Regions from separate parts of the Columba livia genome. Here region 1 is linked to region 2. Evidence: chromatin contacts called from public Hi-C data. All regions are on one chromosome and are shown on one strand. Each heading gives the region's core, a stretch centred on a gene start, on an enhancer-like site or on the middle of the called end of the contact. The rest is flanking DNA. Distances are from core to core; before and after follow the strand shown.

Region 1 (3,282 bases), core at 322-2,821, 65 kb before region 2:
GGGAATGTCAGGAAGATGTGCCAGGGGAGGTTTAGGTTGGACATTAGGAAAAGGTTCTTCACACAGGGGTGCTGGAGCACTGGAACAGGCTCCCCAGGGAGGTGTCACAGCCCCAAGCCTGACAGTGTTCAAGAAGAGACTGGACAACACCCTCAGACGCATGGTGTGAACTGTGGGGTTGTCATATGCAGGGACAGGAGTTGGACTCTTCCTTGTAGGTCCCTTCCAACTCAGGACATTCTATGATTCTGTGATCATGAAGTAGTGATGACATCAGCTCTTCTGCAGGCACACAGTGTCCCTGCTTCTGAGTTCATACAAACAGTCTCATCAGTAGCAGTGATTTCTGGAATAAACTCATAGCAAGGCAGCAAAATAACAGCTCTATCTCTAGTTCTTTTCTTGTAAACTGTCCTACTCATGGAGGTTTACTTTTAGCAATGGAAACCATAGTGGCTGGAAGAGCTGTGAATGACTGGCACTTTTAAGATAAAGGAAAAGCCTACTTTGAACTCATAAGGCCATGAGTAAATTGATAGGAAATTTACTGTGAGCACAGACCACAGAAATTCCTTTCCCTTCCTCTTGCACACCTTGCCCATTTCTGTCTCAGCTATTTTGCTTTATTAAAGACTCAGCTTTCAAAGGAAATTCACTATTTACCTTTAATTGCACAAAATATTTTTCATATTCCCTGTTTTCTGAGTCAAGTCTTACTCTAGTGCATGTACTCCCTACAAAAAATGAAGGCTACCTCTTTCACTCACTTGTTGAAAGGGTGTGTGATTTAGATACTCATATCTCATCTCCTTTTTCCCTGGTCTCATTTAGAACCACTCTTTTCTTCTCTTCACAGGATGTTTTAAATGATAAAATCTCCTACCCTGACGGCACATTCATGGACTGGGAATTTAAAATCTCTGTCATGTACGATATTGCCAAGGTAAGTGGGCTGCTGACAGTGCAATGTTAATCAACCTGTCCTGTCTTGCAGAACAGATCCTCTGCACAAGGGCAATTCTCACAGTCTTCTCCTTTCCTTGCTAGAGGATGCATAACTTTCCACTCTTTCCTCTCCCAGGCATAGGTGTATGAGGCAGGAGGAGCCAGTGGCTCTCAAACTGAAGGAGGAAATGGGAGCCAGAGCTGTCTTTGTGCTATTTCTAAATAAATAAAGTATGCCCAAAAGAAATGTAATTCAAAGATCAGAGGGTTACAATCTGTTGACCAGTGGCTCTGATTGGTAGGGCCTGTGCAGTCACAAGACCCGCAAAACACACTGCTCCCTGGCCTCAGGCAAGGCATATAAAGAAAAACCGTGTTTTTTCAAAATGCTGGAATTATTCCAATTTGTATCCAGAGACAGAATGAAGTTTTTCAAAATAAACTGCTTAATTTGCATCCCGATTTTCTCACTCACTGGAGTGAGAAACTGTAAACTAGAGCTATCCAATTCAGGCAGTTAGAGAAGAAATTCATCCTGTACAGAAATCAACACCGGTTTTCAGTAGCATTCAACATGTCCTTGTAGTAGGAAGACTCAATATGAACAGTAAAGGAAATTCTGTTCTACATTAAAGACTTGTACCTGTTTAGCTGGTAGTTAAGGAACCTTTATAATTCACAGGTATAATAATTCATTATACCTTTGCAGGTAATGTAGAGAATTACCTCTGCCTTTTTGCTAGTGCTCAGCTGCTCTCCAATTCCTATTGCTGGTTTGCGGCTGGACAGTTCTTCCATTTCCCTACATGCATCAGTTTAGATTTGGTCTCCACAATGAATGACTCCACTGTGGCTGTTCTAAAGAGATATTGAAAATCTTGCTCTTTATTAAAGCCCATTTAATCCAAATTGTCACAGTTTGTTGGCCTTGTTAATGCCTTTCAAGTTGAGTTAACATTCAGCATTAAGTTTCATTCCCTTCCTCCTTATAGCATATGAAAACACATGGTATTTTTTAACCCTTTGCAGTTTGCCCTCCGATGTCTCCTAAGAAAACAGGGATTAGTACCGGCTCTGTTTACGAAAAGGAGTGAGAAATTCCAGTCTCTTTGAAGGGAGCAACCAAATGCCCAGTGACCGCACTGGGACTGGGAATTAACAATCAGTTCTTCCCTGCACTGTTGGTAATAGGGACAGAACATGGAGTCCGAGGATGGGTGGTACACCACAATTTTTCTGTGGAATGACTACTGAGCATTATTAGCCATGTTAGGCAGAGATGGTTCACAAAATCTTCCTGAAAACTTGTATGTGCCTAGGAATATTGGGAAACTTACTGTCATTTGGATGATTTGCAGCCTCTGCTGTTCCTTGACCTGATGCTGTGTTGGAGCCTCTGGACCTTAAGCATTTCCATGAAGTTCTTGTATTGCTTTTCCCAAACCACAGCTTCCCAAGATCCAGGCACGCTGTCTTTTTTACTTGAGTGGCTTCTTGCTTTACATAAGTCTCTTCATAGCCCTTCAGCTCCAGTTCCTCTCATCACAGCATCTGCCCTTTTCAAGCCCAGCTCCAGCTTTCCAGGCTGCTAAAATCCCTATGACCAGCTCCTGCAGTTCTTTTGCCTTCCTTTTGATATGGTTCTCCCTCTCCACACCACCACTTTCCTATACCCCACTTTCACCATTGCCCAAACAGTCCTTAGATTTCGCCTATTCTTCATCTGGTAGAAAAGCCACTGTATCAGCGTTTCTGAACAGAGGAGGTCGTATCATTTCTATTCCCTGGTACAGCCAGCCAAGCAGTGACTATTCTTTGAGCGTCCCCTAGTCCACTAGAGGAGGTGGAGAAGCTGAAGCGGAAGCCCTAAATCTGCTCCATTTACTTCCCCCCTACCCCTTTTTATTTTTTTTTCCTATCTCTGCTGTCTCTAGGTCTGATGGCACCATCTGTAGCTACATAGATTTGGTTACATGTGACCAAAGAGCTCTGATAAAAGGTCTGCTAAGAAGGAATTGCAGAAATCAAGCATTGCAGTTATTAATGCATACACTGTTGTTGCAACACCATTAAATGAAGGGCTGCTGCAGGATATTGTGCAAGGGATTGTGATACTCTTGCAAGGCGTCAGGAAAAGTGTTTTCAGTCAGAACTAAAGCTTCAGAGCTTCAGAACAGAGGTTACAAGTATATGTCAAGGTTTTAGGAGCACTGCACTGACAGTCATTATAAATTTTGAAAATCACATTGTGGGATCTTAATAGGTTCTGTGTTTTCAGGTAGGTGCATAGGATAGCTGGAATGAAAGAAGAAAATTTTACCAGGCACATTGATAAGG
Region 2 (3,194 bases), core at 694-3,193:
TGAGGGCCGGGGCTGTATGTTATTACTCTTAGTTACCTGCATTTACACTGAGGAGTCCAGTCACTGGGTTATTTTGTGCTAGATGTTATACATGTAATTAAGTGAAACAAACAGCTCTTCCCTCATGGCCTTCATGGTCCAAGCTATACAGAGCAGGGCATTGCCCTGTATGGAGGTGAAGAATGAGCAGCATGAGGCTTTGGTCAAGCTCGCGTGATGGGAAGAGGAGTGATATACTGCAGCAAGGGTGAGGTTTTACCCTAAATATTTGGCTGTCACAGTAGGACTGATTTCTGCCAAGGGAAGAATGAGACCAGAAGTTACAGCAAAGCTTTTGCCAAGGACAAAAAAAATCCATGCAAGGTCTGAAGTGATTTGTTTGCTGGAGCAGAAGGAGGTAAGTGTCAGCGGCTGGAAAGAGCATCTGTACTATGTGCAGGGGTAGGAGGAGCAGGTGGGAGACAGGAGACCACTGTGTGACAAGACTGACTGCTGAAGCACTCGCCACAGAGCTGCTTTTTGCGCTGCAGTGCAGCTCTTTGTTGACTAAAATTCACTGAGCAAGAGGACTCAGCCGTGGTGCCCAGCCACACCCCAGGTGTCAGCGTTGGTGCGTGTGCCAGCCGCAGCTGTGCCCATGCTGGAGGGGCATGAGTGTGATGTTTGCTTGGTGCCTCTTGTGAGGCACAAGAGAGGGCAGCGCTGCACAGGTGCACAGCCCCACCTCTGGGCCCTGGCAGCTCTGCCTGCAGGGAAGCTCTACCCACCGTGTGTCGCTTACCTGGTGGTGTTTGCTTGGAGGCTGGGAGGGTTTGTCTGTTGTTCCTGCTGGCTGTCATCAGGGCTGGCTTACCCTCTGCCTGGTTTGTCAGCTTTTTGAGCTCTCACTGTTGACTCACTGATTGCAGCTCCAGCCTTACAGCACAGCAATCTTGATGGTTTTTGGCTAGGCACCAAATATGAACTAAGTACTTTTTTGTGAAGCCCTCAGGTGTTTGCTGCCGGTCACTGCCTGGAGGGACATGTTTTAAACTCCTGTACTGGAGACTGGCAGCTACAGAGCCACTGCTGTAAAAGGCTTTAAGGAGAACACTTCAAAGAAGGACTTGAGCTGGCCCATGAAGGGCAGCATAAGGATGTGAGCTGGCAGCAAGCAAAGAACTGAGAATCTGTTGCATGTTGAGGCTGGACGCCCAGAGTGGCTGGAGGATGGCTGTTGGCTACTTGCCTGTCACTCCTAAGCAACTCAGCAACATTGCAGGTTGTATTTACTGCCTTTTCACCCAACCTTAGATAAAAATACTAATAGATAAGTATTGTTTAAAAGCTGGTCACCAGAAATTGCCAGTTGATTAGTGTGTTGAATGGCATTCTCGATCCAGGGCACACCTGGATGCTTCCTCCTGCAGGTACTGCAGGCAGCAGATGTGACGTGCTCACAGATGGGATGTGCCTGTTTGTAAACACACATGGAAGTGGGAGCTTTGCCTTTCTCCCACCTTGAGCCTCCTACCCTGAGGCAAGAGCGGCTTTGTGCTCAAACCCAGAGTTGTGGGAAAACACAGCTCTCCTTTTAAGAGCCCTTATTTCTATGAGTAAATGTTGACATCAGTGGGTCCATATGAGCCTTAGGACTCTAATCCATGTGACTGTGGCTATTTTATTTTTCCTCTGATGGTTGTGCTGTTAAAGGTCAGTACATTCCTCTGTCCCATGTGCTTCCTTTGTCAGCAGGCCAGCCTGGATTGATCTGCCAACCATGACCACAGCAGCTGGCTCCAGCTCCTGTCCCCGGCACAGCAACGTCAGGGACCAGAGGAGGCTTTGAGTAGGGCAGCATGGACCTACAGGCAGGGGCACGAGCAGTGACAGCTTAATTCTCAGGCAGCTGCACAAAGTTAAAAGGTCTCTTTCACCATCTCATTCCCCTCTGCAGATCTCACTGGTAGAAAAAGAGGGTTTGTGGCAGAAGCTGTCCCATTTTCCATGCCTGGCTTCCAGGTTTCTCCAAGTCCTGTGGCTTCTGCCTTTTAAACTTTGGGTTTTCAAGCTTGGCTGGAGAGGGACTGCATTTGGCATGGGGATGGAACTGGGAGGCGGTTACGATAAACTGCTCTCACAATAAAAAAAAGAAACCTGTTGTTCAGTCACTAGAGAATGATGCCTATGGAGAAAATGAATCCTCCCAGCATATAATGAAAGCTTTTGCTTTTTTACCATCCTTGCTTTCTGAAATCCAGTAACTCACCATTGCTCGCCTGTCTCATTTCAGCACATTGGCTCTCTCAGAGGTGGCAGTACCTGTCAACACTGCTCTTCTAACAGCAGAAACCCATGTGAGGTCTCAGCAGTGCTTGTCCCGGCAAAACTGCACAGTGCTCCCCAGGGACTAACCAACTTTATGACTTTGTCAGTGTCCTGGTGCAGTGCTGCTGGGTCACGTTACTTCTTCGCACATTCCTGTTTTTTCTTAGTTTCCTTATGTTACACACTAGAATCACAGAATGTCAGGGATTGGAAGGGACCTCAAAAGATCATCCAGTCCAATCCCCCTGCTGGAGCAGGAATGACCGGATGAGGTTACAAAGGAAATATCCAGGTGGGTTTTGAATGTTTCCAGAGTAGGAGACTCCACAACCCCCCTGGGCAGCCTGTTCCAGTGCTCTGTCACCCTCACTGAGAAGAAGTTTCTTCTCAAATTTAAGTGGAACCTTTTGTGTTCCAGTTTGTACCCACTAGCCCTTGTTCTATCCAACCTAACCTCTATGTACATTCTGCTCTGAGGCTGTAGCATCTTTCCAGGCATAACCCTTGAGTGTTTGGCAGAGCTGCCCTGCAGCGAAACAATCTGAGTGCTCTGGTTGTTCACTTATTCACTTTGCATTATACCAGCACAAACTGCAATTGCAACAGTGCTTGAGCAGTGTGGCAGTGTGGCTACACTACTACATTGTATGATAAAGTAGTGCTCTAAACTCTGTGCCATTTGTATGCTCAGGCTAAACAGGCAGTTTGAGAAACTCAGGACTTTCAAATGTGACTGTGTTCAGGCATCACTTCACTGGAGTCCATCATCTTTTGGTCAGTGACCTGAAGCAAGATTTATTAAGTGCCAAGAAACCAATTATTACCATCACTAATTAATTATATGCCCTTGTAGTATGGGCCCAGCACTAACTCAAGGAAGGCATGTC

The links. Hi-C and Micro-C count contacts between places; a contact is called where the count stands out from the background.
Region 1: a contact with region 2 is called in a Hi-C map of liver, with 2.4 times the contacts expected there. The contact joins two enhancer-like sites. A contact is called at or near these places in 2 of 2 Hi-C or Micro-C datasets (crop and liver).

What each region holds. Positions count from the first base shown.
Region 1 is chr1:170,648,435-170,651,716 of bColLiv1.pat.W.v2, reverse strand. It overlaps GUCY2C (guanylate cyclase 2C), which reads left to right. Exons shown (of 27, transcript XM_005507839.4): 16 at 857-943. Among named protein-coding and RNA genes, the nearest start is that of PLBD1, 22 kb to the right of the region's middle. Within about 2 kb of position 1,571, at least 1 of the 3 cell types and tissues checked has an H3K27ac peak away from gene starts, as active enhancers do.
Region 2 is chr1:170,583,635-170,586,828 of bColLiv1.pat.W.v2, reverse strand. No RefSeq gene overlaps it. Among named protein-coding and RNA genes, the nearest start is that of PLBD1, 42 kb to the left of the region's middle. Within about 2 kb of position 1,943, at least 1 of the 3 cell types and tissues checked has an H3K27ac peak away from gene starts, as active enhancers do.